2 separate regions of the Triticum aestivum genome follow, and region 2 is linked to region 1. Evidence: chromatin contacts called from public Hi-C data. All regions are on one chromosome and are shown on one strand. Each heading gives the region's core, a stretch centred on a gene start, on an enhancer-like site or on the middle of the called end of the contact. The rest is flanking DNA. Distances are from core to core; before and after follow the strand shown.

Region 1 (6,815 bases), core at 4,230-6,729:
TCTACAGATTTTTTTTAAGGAGGGTTGCCCTCCGGCCTCTGCATCAGTTGATGCACACAGCTGAATTTATTAAAACTGTGAGATGTAATCAATCTCCACACAAAATGACAAGCAATAGAACCCCGCGATAAAAGCCATGCAGTACCAAGTCTATTACTAGCTCAGGAGAATGCTGAGGTTATTTCTCGTCCAAGTATAACCGCCATCTGAACTCTTTGAACCTTATCACTCACTATAAAATTGTTTCTCCTTAGAACTTAGAAGAGCATATAACGAAAAAAATTGTATTTTGTGATCATATATTAGAGCATCCAAATAGTCCTGTCTAGATTGTCAGTTTATTAAAAAAAATCCAGCAGAAATATCCCAGTTATTCTATAGTAGATCCAAGGAGAAATCTTAGGATATTCAAGTGGTAATGCAAACATAAATTGATGGCTAAGCGATACCGAATGGAAGAGTTAATACACATTGTCAAGGTCATGTACCTTGTTGCCAATAGCACGTCCAAAGCCACATGGCACCGCAGCAGCATCAACATCACCAATATGTGGCTTAAGGTCTGTCCTTGCCCTTCAAATAAGCATAGATAACACAGAAGTGTGAATGCTCAAAACATAAAAATAAGTGGTAACAGAAATGTATTAGGCAGTATTAATAGACAATTTCATGACAAGCCAGTACCATGCAGCAATAAGTAATCCAGCCAACTGCCTCGAGCCAACTCGGTGGAAGGATATTCCTTCATCAAGTGTCTTGCCAATATTGTCTATCCACCACTGCCCATTGGCACTGCCCTCAAGCCCTACCTAAGGCCATAAGCAAGACAACTTGCATCAAACAGCCGCCTTACAGAACTTACACGTAAGAGCATTAGCAATGTAGCTGCCGTTGGGCAGATTTGCAAAATGGAACAGAAACAGAATAACAAGTAAATATATATTCACAAATAATGTCCAAAAGGAAAATTGTACTTAAGTTCTATTCCCTCTCAGTTCTCACACGTAATTTCTATAAGTTCTCCGTGGTAGCGTCATTGCATCAGAATACCGATGTAAAATTAAAAGCGAATCAAGTAAACTAAAATATACTGTTGTGACAACTGTGATAGAAAAGTATGCCAAGAAGAGTCACGCAGAAATGCAATATTCATCCCTAGTGGCTAAAAGAGAGTAAACAACAAGAAGAATAAGAATACGAACATAACGTAACACAAAAGGAGGACGTTTATGATACAATGTGGATGGTACAAAACAAATCCACCTAATGCTTGGATAATACAGAATCACAAATATGACAAAGAAATACTACCTCCCCCACCGTGCATTCCATAATAAGTTTGGTTCCGCATTTTAAGCAACTTACAAAACTGTAATCAATAATTGCTCAGTGCCATTTCTCTATATTATACTCCCATGGATTTTTGCAAGTGCAGTTGAGTTAGCATGGACTCTAAAGCCGAGCTTTGACCATTAATTTGTCTTACGATATGAAGCTGTTTTCAAGTTTGATCTATTAGTGACACTTTAGTGTGATTGGTACATAGTTGGACTGATGGGTAGTCAAGAAGTACAAAAATCAAATCTCAAAATATGTGGGTCACCTTATAAATATTATCAAGAGGCTTACTATTTATATTTTGGAACAAAGCAAGAGTCAAACAGTTCTATTTTGAAACAGAGGAATAATAGTTCCTAAGTATACCATCAGTAAAGGAACATATTGGCAGTTTTAACTATACAATGCAAATGTAAAATACTAATGCAGAAACATAATTTTTTGTAGGTTATCTTCCGTGCTACAGGATGGATCCGTACATGGTTGTTACTACACCATGCGGAAGTGCGGGCGCTTATGGGAGATGGCAGCACAGGATACATACAACCGGTTTGGATGGCGGTCCAATAGTAGGCTATGTGTGTGTGTGTGTGTGTGTGTGTGTGTGTATTTCTGTTGGTTTTAGCTTTATTTTTATTTTGGCAATTTTATACTTCACCACTGGAGCTTCTTACAAGGATTTTAATAAATTTATGGCTGTGTGCATTGCAATGATGTAGAAGCTGGGCGATATCCTCCTTTTTAAAAAACCCATTTGCATGCATTAACAGTATAACTTTACCTCTACTTGATCTTTGAGGAACAAAACAAGAAAAGGTGAAGTGAATGGTTTGGTCAACTATCTTACACTTTCTTTAGCCGCAGCCATGGCAAGAACTCCAGCACCCATCTCAACCTCTTGCAGGCCAACCACCACCAATCCAACATCAGATGATGCAGTATCCAACCATGACCAAAGCGATTCAGGTGATGCTTTCTCCTGCGCAACATTCCAAGTTCCAACCAGCATCTTAATGTTCTCTACCCTTGTATAGGACAACTCCCTCTTCGCCAATTCCGTCCGCAGAATATCATCCAGAGGCCCAGGAGAAGTTAGAGGCCATCCTCGAATACCACCATGATGGGCTAGAGTAAAGATGTAAGAACCACCAATGGCCATCTGAATGACTGGACGGCTATGTCCGGTCCATCCTCCCAGAGGGTTACCTTCAACATCCATGACTTGAACAGTACCACTGGCATAGCCCACCCACACCCTTTCTCCGAGTGCCTTTATGCATTGAACAGAAGAATTATGATAACTGAACTCTTTTAGCCAATTCCCATTTCCATCCCACATAATAATCGAGCCATCTGTGCAACCTGACCAAATTGCTCCATCCATTGCTTGAGCCACTGTTTCTGTTCGACGGTTATCTTCAACGAACGTTCCTTTAGTTGCAACTCTGCGTACAGCACCGCCAGCCCCAATCAAGGCATTCCAAGATTTCTGTAAAAAGGTGACAGAGCCTTGGTTTTTCTCTTTCTTTGTGGGTTTTACCTTGATTTCTTCCTCTATAAATTGTTCTGGCATCACTAGTGGCTCTAGACGAGCTGACTCCACTTGGCCGTCCATGCCAAATACTTTTAACAACTCCCTTGTCCGAGCATCCCTACACAAAGCATATCAAACAATTAGTTCCAATCGGCCATGAGTTAATGAAGTTGAGAAACTGATGTGATGGCATTTATATTTAGAATCGTACCAAAGAGCAAACGTCATGCTAGTTAGACTCCAAACTTTCGCTCGACAATGGTCCGCAAGCATGTGTTTCACATCAGTAGTGGGCAAAGAGAACATGTTACCAACTGTGACATAGTTCTTAAGGTCAATATACGCATTTTCGACCAGACAAGAAGCCATATATTTTTCTTCTGGTGTTAGTGAGAGGGACTTAGCAATGACATCCCAGGGCCATGCCTTTATAACACCTCCTTCGGTGCCTGACCATATTTCACCTGTTTCCAAGAGATTGAAATGAAACATATCAATTTGGGATAAATTTTCACTCCTTTTTAGTTCAAATTTGGATTATCAACTCTTATCTGCAACAAGAGAGGTGCATGAATGCCAAAACTTGTAACGCAGCCTAGTGATTCAGATATCAATGCCTCGACAATGCTTGATTCAAGTCGGAAGAGGCCAGAAAGGAAAACTGATAATTTAGTTTTGATGTGAAATAAACTGCATAACTGAACTAATAATACTAAAATATTCCCTATATATATATATATATATATATATATATAGGTTTCAGAGTAGTCAATCAAGATTCAAGAGTCATATCCGGCACAACAAAAATCAAGAAACATATGAATCTACAGTTAACGAATACTTGACTTAGCTTATTGGAATCAGTTATTTAGGAGAGAGCTGAACATTCACAAGCTAGTTCTTTTCAGAAGATGGAAGAGGAACTGGAGGATAAATGAGTGAGTGACTGGGTGAAATTCTTCGCTTTTCAGTTGTAATAAAGGCTTACTTTCGTCAGCTTAATTCTGTTATCTATTCACTGTTATTACACTGGTTTTCTCAGGTTGTAGCAAGAGCGAGGCACTAGGTGCGCCTTAACCAGGCTGTGATATCATGCTTGCTTTAATTTTCTGTAAATAACCTGATTGATGATTAACATCAACGTGGTTGTACATGCTTGTTCCATTATTATGACAAAAAAATATAGAACCAGGATGTCCATCAGTATGGGAAAAAGCTAATTTTATTCTTTAGAAAGGCCAACTCTACCGTCCAAAACTTCTCCAGCCTAAAGTAAAAAAGGTGTAAATGTGCCAAAAGTGATATTGCCAAGATATCACTCGGTAGTGATGTAAAATTAGCTAATCTGACCATTTCGAATCGGCTAAATTGAACATTCCAGTTATCTTCGTGCCTTTCAGCATCGTGCCATTGTCGGATTGTGCTCATTTGCTCAAAGCTGTCAATGAAAACCAAAATTGCTAGGGGTGAACAAGGAAGCGAGCTTCTCACCGTATGATGTGACAACCATGGAGAGCACCGGGGTGCGGCTGTGCGCCTGCCACGACAGGCCCTCCTTGAACATGGGCGCATTCTCGCCACCGTCTGATGCAGCTGCCGGCGCCGTGGCGAGGTCCATGCGCCACGACCGGATCCTCCCGTCCTTGTGACCCGTCCACACGAGCTTGTTCGCGCTGTCCACCGCGACGCAGAGCGCCGGCGGCGTGGGCACGGACTCCGTGAACGGCGCGGTCTCCTCGTCTCCCCGGCGCGCTCCCGCGACGCTCCCGGCGAACAGCTCGTCGAGGCCCCAAACCCGAACCCCGGACTCGGCTCCTGCCCAGAGCTGGCGAAGCTGCGGCTCGCACGCGAGCGTCCGCAGGAAGGAGCACACCTGCGTCTCCCGCGGCGGGTGGGGCCGCACCTCGAGCGCCGGCGGGCGGCCAGGGTGCATGGCCGCGCGCAGCGGCACGCGGAAGATGCCCTCGGCCCCGCCCGCGCCGACGAACTCCGGCAGCGCGCCCCTGCCGCCCGCGCCCCCGTGCTCCGACGTCGCCACGGCCCGCTCCAGCGTCACCGCGCCGCCGGCACCGCCGCTGAAGGAGGCCGCGTGCAAGTAGATGGACTCGCCGCCGCGGCTGTGGTGGTGGTGAGGCGGGAGCTGGTGGGGGTACGACACGCTGCGCGCGGGGTCGTGGCGGTGCGCCGAGGCGGAGGCGATGGGGTCATCATCGAGGCTGTGCGAGCTGAGCGCGGCGTGGCACGCGTGCGCCGCCTGCGCCACCGCGTCCCGCGCCAGCGGCTGGCTGTAGGATATCCCCTTGCGCTGCGGCGCCCGCCCCCGCTCGTCGTCGGGCTCCATGACCTCGCGTCCGCGCGCGCGCTCCTGGTCCGGCGGCGATTCGAGCTCGGGCGCGCCCGTGAGGCGGAGACGGCGGGAGAGGAGGCCTGGACGGAGACAGGAGCGGAAGGGGGAGCGCCGCGCCGCGCCGTGGAGGCAAGGGAAGTCCGGAGGGGAGCTGGTGTGACAGTGTGCGGGAAGGCTGTTTGTTTCTGGTTATATGGGTGGATGCCTCGTGGACCGGGACCATGGGGAGGCACCGGCCGTGGCAGTGGGAAAGTGGGGGGCGTGGGGAAGCTCCTCCTCGCCGTGATGTTGGAAGCGGCCCGAAGAGGGAGGTTGGTGCTGCCCTGAAAGCTACGGCTTTCCCAAATGGATCAGGGTCAACTGTGTTGGGAAACGAGAATTCTTGCAGGGGATTGACAAATTGTTTTGGTGTGCAACTGACGACAGCCGTTCGTTTAGCTCTATTCGCTACTCCTACTCGGGCTGCTGATTTTCTTCCCCATCTGTCCGCATACAGGGGCATCAATCCGCGAACACGAATGTGAAAGGCCGTCATCTGGTGTTAGCCGCATACATTTCAAATTCTTTTTTAACAAAGCGGATGAAATTCATGCAAATTCGGTCGGATATCATATAAACATGAAGGATTTCATACAAATCATGCAGAAACGGTTATGTTTTAAGCATATTTTCAACTAAAAACAAAACCGGACTAGTCTACGACCGACGCGACGGGATTCCAAAGACATCTCCATAACCCGTAGCGGTGAGCCTCGGAGGTATATGCTTCAGCGCAAAGGACAGCTTGTTTCCCCACCGCTCATCGGAATGGAACCTGTTGAATATATGAGCAAATTACTACGAGATTTAATCCGAATAAACAAAAGATAAATCATGACAGCACTAGCAGAGATTGAACTAATCATGCGAAGTAGCGTACTAGATGAACAGATCACATATAGGGCACATACTAGAAACATGAATTCTACCACAATCTCGAACAAGAAGGATAGAATTACATACGATGCAACGGGAGCAGCACCGCCGGTGTTGATGTTGTCGCCCATGTCATTGAGGATGAGATTGCCGAGGTCGGGGAAGAAGTCGTCGTTAGCGAAGTTGTCGCTGCCAGCAGTCGCGCAAGTGCGCTTCCCAAAAATCTGATCGCCCCTCTCTCGTACAGGATTACGAGAGGCGGGGTTTCGGAGGCCTGTTGCCCCTTGTCGCGGTGCACGCCGACTATATAGTGCGGGCCGGGTAGGTCGTGGGAGTAAACCCCACGTCCGAGTCGCGATCCAAAAGAATCGGAAACGGTTCAGTAATTAAGGCGTCCGTTAATTATTAATTAATGACTCATTATTTTTTCCCGAGCAACAAAAATATAGACAACATGCATAGCTCTGCCCTCGGCTCGGCTCAATCCCGCAATTCGCGGCGCGGCGCGGCACGTCGTGACGAGGCGTGGCGTGGCGAGCGAGGAGGAGGAGCACGCGTGCAGGTCTCATCTTCTCATGCTCATACAAGTGGTAGAAGAGCTCGCCTTATAAAGAGGTGCAAATCTCACTCATCTTCCGGGATGGGACTAAATTTTAATCTCACTCACACCACTCACATGTG
Region 2 (7,007 bases), core at 3,282-5,781, 150 kb before region 1:
CGTCTCCTCCCACTAAACACGCATCTCTGGCAACCCTGAAATAAATTTAATATAATGTGAGCACCATAACTTGAATCCTGGTGGGCTAATGATACCACTATCCTCCTAACCATCCAGTTACAGATTGGTTCGCCTAAGTCATCTAGATCAACGTTTTTTTCTTGGCGCATGTTCATCCAGAAGGTGGCCGCATAAGAGATGGTGCATGTGGAACAACGCGAGTGAGCGCTTAGGCTTTCCGCATAAATAATGACAAAACCTGCACACAATTTACACATAAATGTGTTTTTTAATACACATATAATAATGGAGTTTTTGCAAGAAGCAATTGTAAGAAAGAATGAATTCGTGGCATTGGTATTACCTTAAATTAGAAAGAAAATAACATATACAAGTTTACACAAATTTAAAATAAGGAATTTTTGTATAAAGACTGAATTGGTGGTATTGATATTACCCTTTAAAAGATAGAAAAATTATGAAATTTCCACACACTTTACACGGAAATTGTGCTTTCTATAATACCCAAGTATAAGCATATAATAATGGATTTTTGCAAAAAAAAATGTTTCCTATGAAGGAATAAATTAATGGATTAGTATTACCCAATAAGAAGGAAGAGAATGAAATAAAACTACAAAAACAAATAATGAATTAGTGGCATTGCTATTACACTTATAAAATAAAATATTGAAAATAATCAGTTTTTCAAGAAATAATGAATTATTAGCATTTGTATTACTCTTGAAGAAGAAAGACAATAAAATAATCTAAAACAGGAAATAACAAAATCTGCACATAATTTACAAAAAGTTACGCTTTTTATAGTATGCAAGAATAATCATATAATAGTAAAACTTTCACACCAAAAAAGTTTCTAAGAAGTAAAAATTTAGTGCTAGCGGTATTACTCTTAAAGAAGAAAGGAAATGAAATAAAAGCCAAAACAAACTCAAAACTATGAAGTTTTCCACGAAAGAATAAATTAGCGGCAGTGATATTACCTTTTTAAAGAAAAAATGAACCTAAAAAAGAGAAATGAACTAGAAAAATTCAAAATAATGAAGTTTGCAAAGGAAGAATGAATCAGTGACACTGATATTACCCTTGAAGAAGAAAGAAAAAAAATCTAAAACAAACAATGGTAAAAACTAAATACAATAAACATAAAAATTGTGCTATTAAAAACATGCAAGCTTAAGTATATAATAGTGGGATTTTCACAAAAATAAATTTTCCTAAGAACAAATGAATTAGTGGCATTGGTATTATCATAAAAAAGGAATAAAAATAAAATAATAATAATAATAATAATGAAATTTATTAAGGATGAATGAGTTAGTGGCATTGGTATTACCCTTTAAGAAGAAGGAAAATAAAAGAACTGGCAAAAGTTTTGTAGTGAAATTGCACTTTTTATAATTTGCAAAGGATAATCATATAATGGTGCATTTTTGGCGCATATTGTATAGTTTTTATGTGTATACATTTACGCTCCCAATATCTTGAAAATAGCCAAAAATAAAACCGATAGTTGAAAAGGAAAAACAGAAGAAAAAACACATAAAAACTAAAAAAAAATAGGAAAACAAATGGAGAAAGAGAAAGGCTGGGTTGCATAGATAACGGGTCGCGGCCCAATAAGAAATGAACTGACCGAAAACTCTGTTCATTCGACAAAACCAAGGCCAAAAAAGCACAGGGAAAAAAACAGAAAAAGGATGCACTCAAAGCATAGATCAACGACTAGTAAATGGACTAATCCAAATTTAATTTTCAAGCGACTCACATATAGATGGATTAGTTAAAATTTCATAGTTGTATCAAAAAAAGTTTTAACTTTTTGACCCAGAAACTCTAGAACAATTGTTTATATTAATTAAAATAAGTAAAAAGTTATTTAATGTGCAAACTACAAGCCTAAAGCTATCCAATTCCAGTTTTTCTAACATGAAGAAATTCCAAATTCTAGTTACTTTTGTTAAACAAAGCAAGCAATACATTGGTCAAGACAATTAATGTGTTGGGATTTAGTTCTGATCCTCATCACCAGCATATCTTGCATCAGTTTGAATCTCGAGGAATGCATTGAAGGTCATTTATTCTCAAATATCTTGCCATTTCTTTGCATCTATAAATTTCAGCAACCCATTATAATGATATCCATAACAATCTTTTTAGGCAGGGCAGATTTCAAGAGTCTGATCTCATCGAAAGTAGATATGCATGGAGGTCTTCGTGGGATGATAGTGTCCCAGTAGGCTTGCACAAAAGAGCAATTCCATAGCCGATGCAGGGTATTTTATGCAAGTACATGATCCAGTAACTCTTCATGTGCACACCCTTGCGCTTAAGGAGATTTCTGGAGTTAAGTCTATCATGCATAACTTACCAGAAGAAAATTTTATGGCTAGCAGCTTTCCAAAGCCGTTTGAAAATGATGTGAGCCTGACATTGATCAATCAAATGGTTGTACATTTTCTTGCATGAGAATTGCTTTGAATATCAAATATAAGCCCAACAATCATGCTCAAAAGTAATAGGGTGGTGCACCAACAAATGACTCAGATTCTCAAACTGGTTGAACGCCTGAATTGACAGAGGTATGTGGAAGCTTTCTGTGATGTCTGCCTGAAACAACAAAACCACATATGATGAGTTTTGGTTAATAGCAAAAGAGTACAATTCAGAATATTGCACTTTGAGTTGTTGATCCTTCCATTTGTGTTCCCAAAATAAAGTTAAATCTACAGATGGCATAGAACATGCGGCAACCTCTTTGAATAAGGGAAGCCGCTCTAGGTGAGACTGCCACCAAAAGGAGCCCTCAATTCTACCACATGGCCTCAGAATAGTATGATTCCGAGACAAGCTTGACCCATGACAACTCTTCCTTGTTGTAAAACTTGTGCAGATTCTTAATTAGGATTCCCAATCCTCCATGGCTTTTAGGCTTGTAGGTCTCCTTCCAAGCAATTAAAGCAGGGCCATATTCTTCTCCATGAACAAAATATGAGGTACTTATTAATTGTTGGGAATCGTAATACTCCCTCCATTCCCTTATACAAGGTCACAAACTCATATTACAAGTACCAAGATAAAATTTAATGACTCCTTTGCAAGTCAACTTTTCTTTTCGTTAACCGGGATCATTAATACACCACAAACATGCATCGAATGAATGGGAATGAAGTGGCTGAGTGTCATTATGACTACATGCATGTAAGTATTAAAAAGTTGCTAGTTCAAGGAAACATCATTAATTTTTGCCTCGATTACTGTTGATGGCCTTGTATTGATGCAAAATGTATTTTTGACAGTGACCTTGTATAAGGGAATGGAGGGAGTAGAAAAAACCCGTCATAGGAATCAAGAATCATGATCACTACGAAGATGCATACAACGTTAGATCTGACCGTTACCAACTTCGAGTTACAGTGGAAAAATAGTTGGCATAGGTCGTTCTTGAAGTCTCTCGAACCGTCCCACAAACATATCAATATTTGTGTGTGTGCTTAAAGATATCGGTTCATAGGCCATTGTGAGATTACATCTGGAGGCTTAACTGAATAAGTAAGAGTAACAAGAGGAAGATCTATACAAGAAAGCCTTTTTGGCCAAACAGTGGGTAATAAGATTATTTTTATCCTAGGAATATGTGTGACAACCTTGTAAGAGTTGAGGTAGGAAGTAATATTAAATAAATTTGCAAGTAAACGTCTGCCCCCCCAATGTCTGTCTTTCAAATAAATTCTTCGCTTCAGCGGCATCAAGCAATATCATGCAATCATAATGGAAAGATATCAAGTTCCATCCCAAAGCCTTAACCATCGAAGCAGCCAGGAATAAACCCATATCTTCTGCCTGCAAAATAGAGAGAGAAAACATTTAAGGCCATCGCTTGAATGAATAGTGAGTGGTTATTCTCTTCATTCCTTATGAACACTGCAAAGGAAGCTTCGTTTCCCACCACCGCAGGATTAAAGGCCGCATCAACATAAGCCAAGAAGCATGTAGATAGTTTTCTGTTTGGAAAGAAAATCGTTTCTAGACTTCCAAATGTTCCATAGAAGAGTAAAAATGTAGGCTATGTTTAACAGTTTAAGTGGAGCTGCTGAGAGGACAAGATGAGCAGAGGGATACAAATTAGTTAGTAAGTGTTTGTGCTTAATTAGCGGAGCCCGGTAGACTAAACGGAGCACTTGCCACCCCTGAATCTACATGGCCGTGCAGGAATTTGTCATCACGTCCAATGTAGGCAGGTAAATATGCACCAAATCCATGAGCCGAACGAGTATAGTATAGTAGATCATCTTTCCGTACGTTACGGTTCATCATCATCAGTAGTAAACTGGGCAAGTCGCCGCGCAGAAACGGCAAGGAACGGGCGTAAAAACGGAACGTGTTTAGCCTTTCCTAAAGGCCCCAGACCGCGTCAACCCCCGCCCAATCATACGCGCCCACATGTCCTCCTCCCCTCCCCGCCTCCTCCTTTATTAACCGCGCCACCTCCTCCCCTGCTTCCCACACGCCCCGGCTCCAAAGCGCAGGCCTTCTCTTTCCCCACACCACACCACCCACCGGCCTCCTCCCACCCGAACCCCCATTAACCCCAGAGGAGAGATCCCCCGTCCTCTGACGCCAGCGGCCATGTCCGTCACGCGGGTTCTTGCGCTGCTTGTCGCGGCGGCGCTGGCGGCCGCGGCGCCGGCGCGCGTGGGCGCGGCGGGGGCGTGCGCGGCGGAGAGGTTCTCCAAGAACCGCGTGTACGCCGCCTGCACCGACCTGCCCACCCTGGGCGCGTCCGTGCACTGGACCTACGACCCGGCGGCCTCCTCCCTCTCCGTGGCGTTCGTCGCCGCGCCGCCCTCGTCCGGCGGCTGGGTCGCCTGGGGCCTCAACCCCTCCGGCGACGGCATGAGCGGCACGCAGGCGCTCGTCGCCTCGCCCACGGGCAGCGGCGGCGCGTACGGCGTCCAGACGTTCGACATCCAGGGCACATCGCTCGGATCGCCGGGCCCCATCGCCTACAAGACGTCCGACCTCGCCGCCGAGGTCGGCGCCGACGGCCGCGTCCAGATGTTCGGGAAGCTCGCGCTCCAGAACGGCACCGGGGAGGTGAACCAGGTCTGGCAGGTGGGACCGGCGTCGGGCGGGAGCATCGGCATACACGCCATGGCCGCCGCCAACATGGGGGCCAAGGGGAAGCTCAACCTCGTCACGGGGGCGACCACAGCCGTCAGCGGAGGCAGCATCCTCAGGAAGAAAAATGTGAGCACTCTACCCCGGAATTTATTCATTTGATTCCACATTTATGTCTCCATGCTCAAGTTTTTCCTTCCTTTCGAACGCTTCAATTTGGCAATCGTAACGCAAACTAAAATTGGACGAGGAGAGATATTCTATACAGAAAAAACTTGAATTGCTGGCAAAGTAATGGGGACAATTTTCACCTTTTAACATAAGCTCTAATTTTTTTTAGTATCCAACTTTTCTACGAGTGAGTAACTGTAGCTGTCGAAGCGGTTTACTGCAATGTTTAAACAGGAGTAAACCGCATGAACTAGTGGCAACAACATGGAAATACAATCAATTTTGTATGCTTCTAACGGACACCTCACAAGAAAACTGTGCCTGTTTGCCATGTGAAATCTCACATGCATATGCAAGATTTCAACTCTAGTGCCCCGGTTGGTTTGAGTTGACTTGTATCTGAACACACATCAGCTGTATAATTTCCTCGTAAAGTTGACTCTGTGTGTCACATGGTTTTGTCTGTTCCATGCACTTTGAAAATTTACACACTGGAGCTGATATTTCCTTGCCTAGCCAGTAGATTTCTTCCTGCCTTGGTGGACTTTACCCTTTGATCAGTCTAATTGTTGATAGCTACATTTGCTTGTTCATTCATGGCATTGAGATGGAAGTATAAAACAGAGCATACTGAAGTAGGAGTACTAATTTTATCAAAACATTGTCATCCTTACCCCTGTTTTTTTTTCTGTGCAGACCCATGGAATTCTGAATGCTGTGAGCTGGGGGATTCTTCTGCCAATGGGAGGCATAGTTGCTAGATACCTCAAGACATTCAAATCAGCCGACCCTGCCTGGTTCTACCTTCACGTTGCTTGCCAGCTGATCGGGTATGCTGTGGGAGTGTCTGGCTGGGCCACCGGCATTCATCTAGGAAATCTGTCCAAGGGAATCACCTACTCGCTTCACAGGAACATCGGGATCGCCGTATTTGCTCTCGGTACCGTTCAGGTAGATGATCTCCACATTCCCAATTCCTCTCTCTATCATCTGCTAAAATTGAAGCATTTTTGTGCAATGCCAGTTGCCTAGCTGAGCAGAGCTTACTAATGCTGTGACCATTTCTTTCTTGTGCAATAGATCTTTGCGCTGTTCCTGAGGCCGAAGAAGGATCACAAGCTGCGGGTGTACTGGAACGTGTACCACCACTCGGTGGGCTACACCATCATCATCCTGGGCATCGTCAACATCTTCAAGGGCATGAGCATCCTGGACGTGGCGCAGAAGTGGAAGACGGGCTACATCATCGCCATCGGCATCCTGGGCGGCGTCGCGGTGGCGCTGGAGGTGATCACCTGGGCCATCGTGCTCAAGAGGAGGAAGACGGAGGACAAGGCCTACAACGGCGGCGCCTCCAACAACAACAACGGCCATCTGCCCATGTGATGCGATGTGATGTGATTCTTTCTCGGTGGCCGGAGTCTGTGGGCTGTGTTGAGCTGAGCTGCGTGTGTGTGAGCATGGATTGGCAGATGCTATGTAGGTTAGGGCCGGGCCTTAGTGGCCTTCGTCTCTCTGTTTCTTTTTTTATGATGATGATGATGATTGATAGATGTGTGTGTATAGTACTGCTGCACATTATATTAGTTATTATATACTGGAATGAGAGAGGTGATGCCGGTCGATGCATACTTGGGTACTTGTTGTGCGTGCATTTTGGTACGTTTTGGTCTGAAGTACACTTGTTGTGGCAT

Evidence for each region. A called contact is a pair of places that touch in the nucleus more often than the background predicts.
Region 2: a Hi-C map of leaf shows a contact between it and region 1, with 3 times the contacts expected there. The contact joins the promoter of LOC123151588 here to the promoter of LOC123151578 in region 1. A contact is called at or near these places in 4 of 5 Hi-C or Micro-C datasets (leaf and an unstated tissue) and 1 of 1 datasets of contacts at active chromatin or transcription factors (leaf).

The regions. Positions count from the first base shown.
Region 1 is chr7A:248,055,372-248,062,186 of IWGSC CS RefSeq v2.1, reverse strand. LOC123151578 (type II inositol polyphosphate 5-phosphatase 15) reads right to left here and starts at 5,479. Exons shown (of 11, transcript XM_044571260.1): 1 at 4,364-5,479; 2 at 3,084-3,336; 3 at 2,186-2,990; 4 at 685-809; 5 at 489-573. The coding sequence starts at 5,213.
Region 2 is chr7A:248,202,340-248,209,346 of IWGSC CS RefSeq v2.1, reverse strand. LOC123151588 (cytochrome b561 and DOMON domain-containing protein At4g12980) reads left to right here and starts at 4,531. Exons shown (of 3, transcript XM_044571272.1): 1 at 4,531-5,271; 2 at 6,010-6,264; 3 at 6,394-6,952. The coding sequence starts at 4,651. The coding sequence ends at 6,699.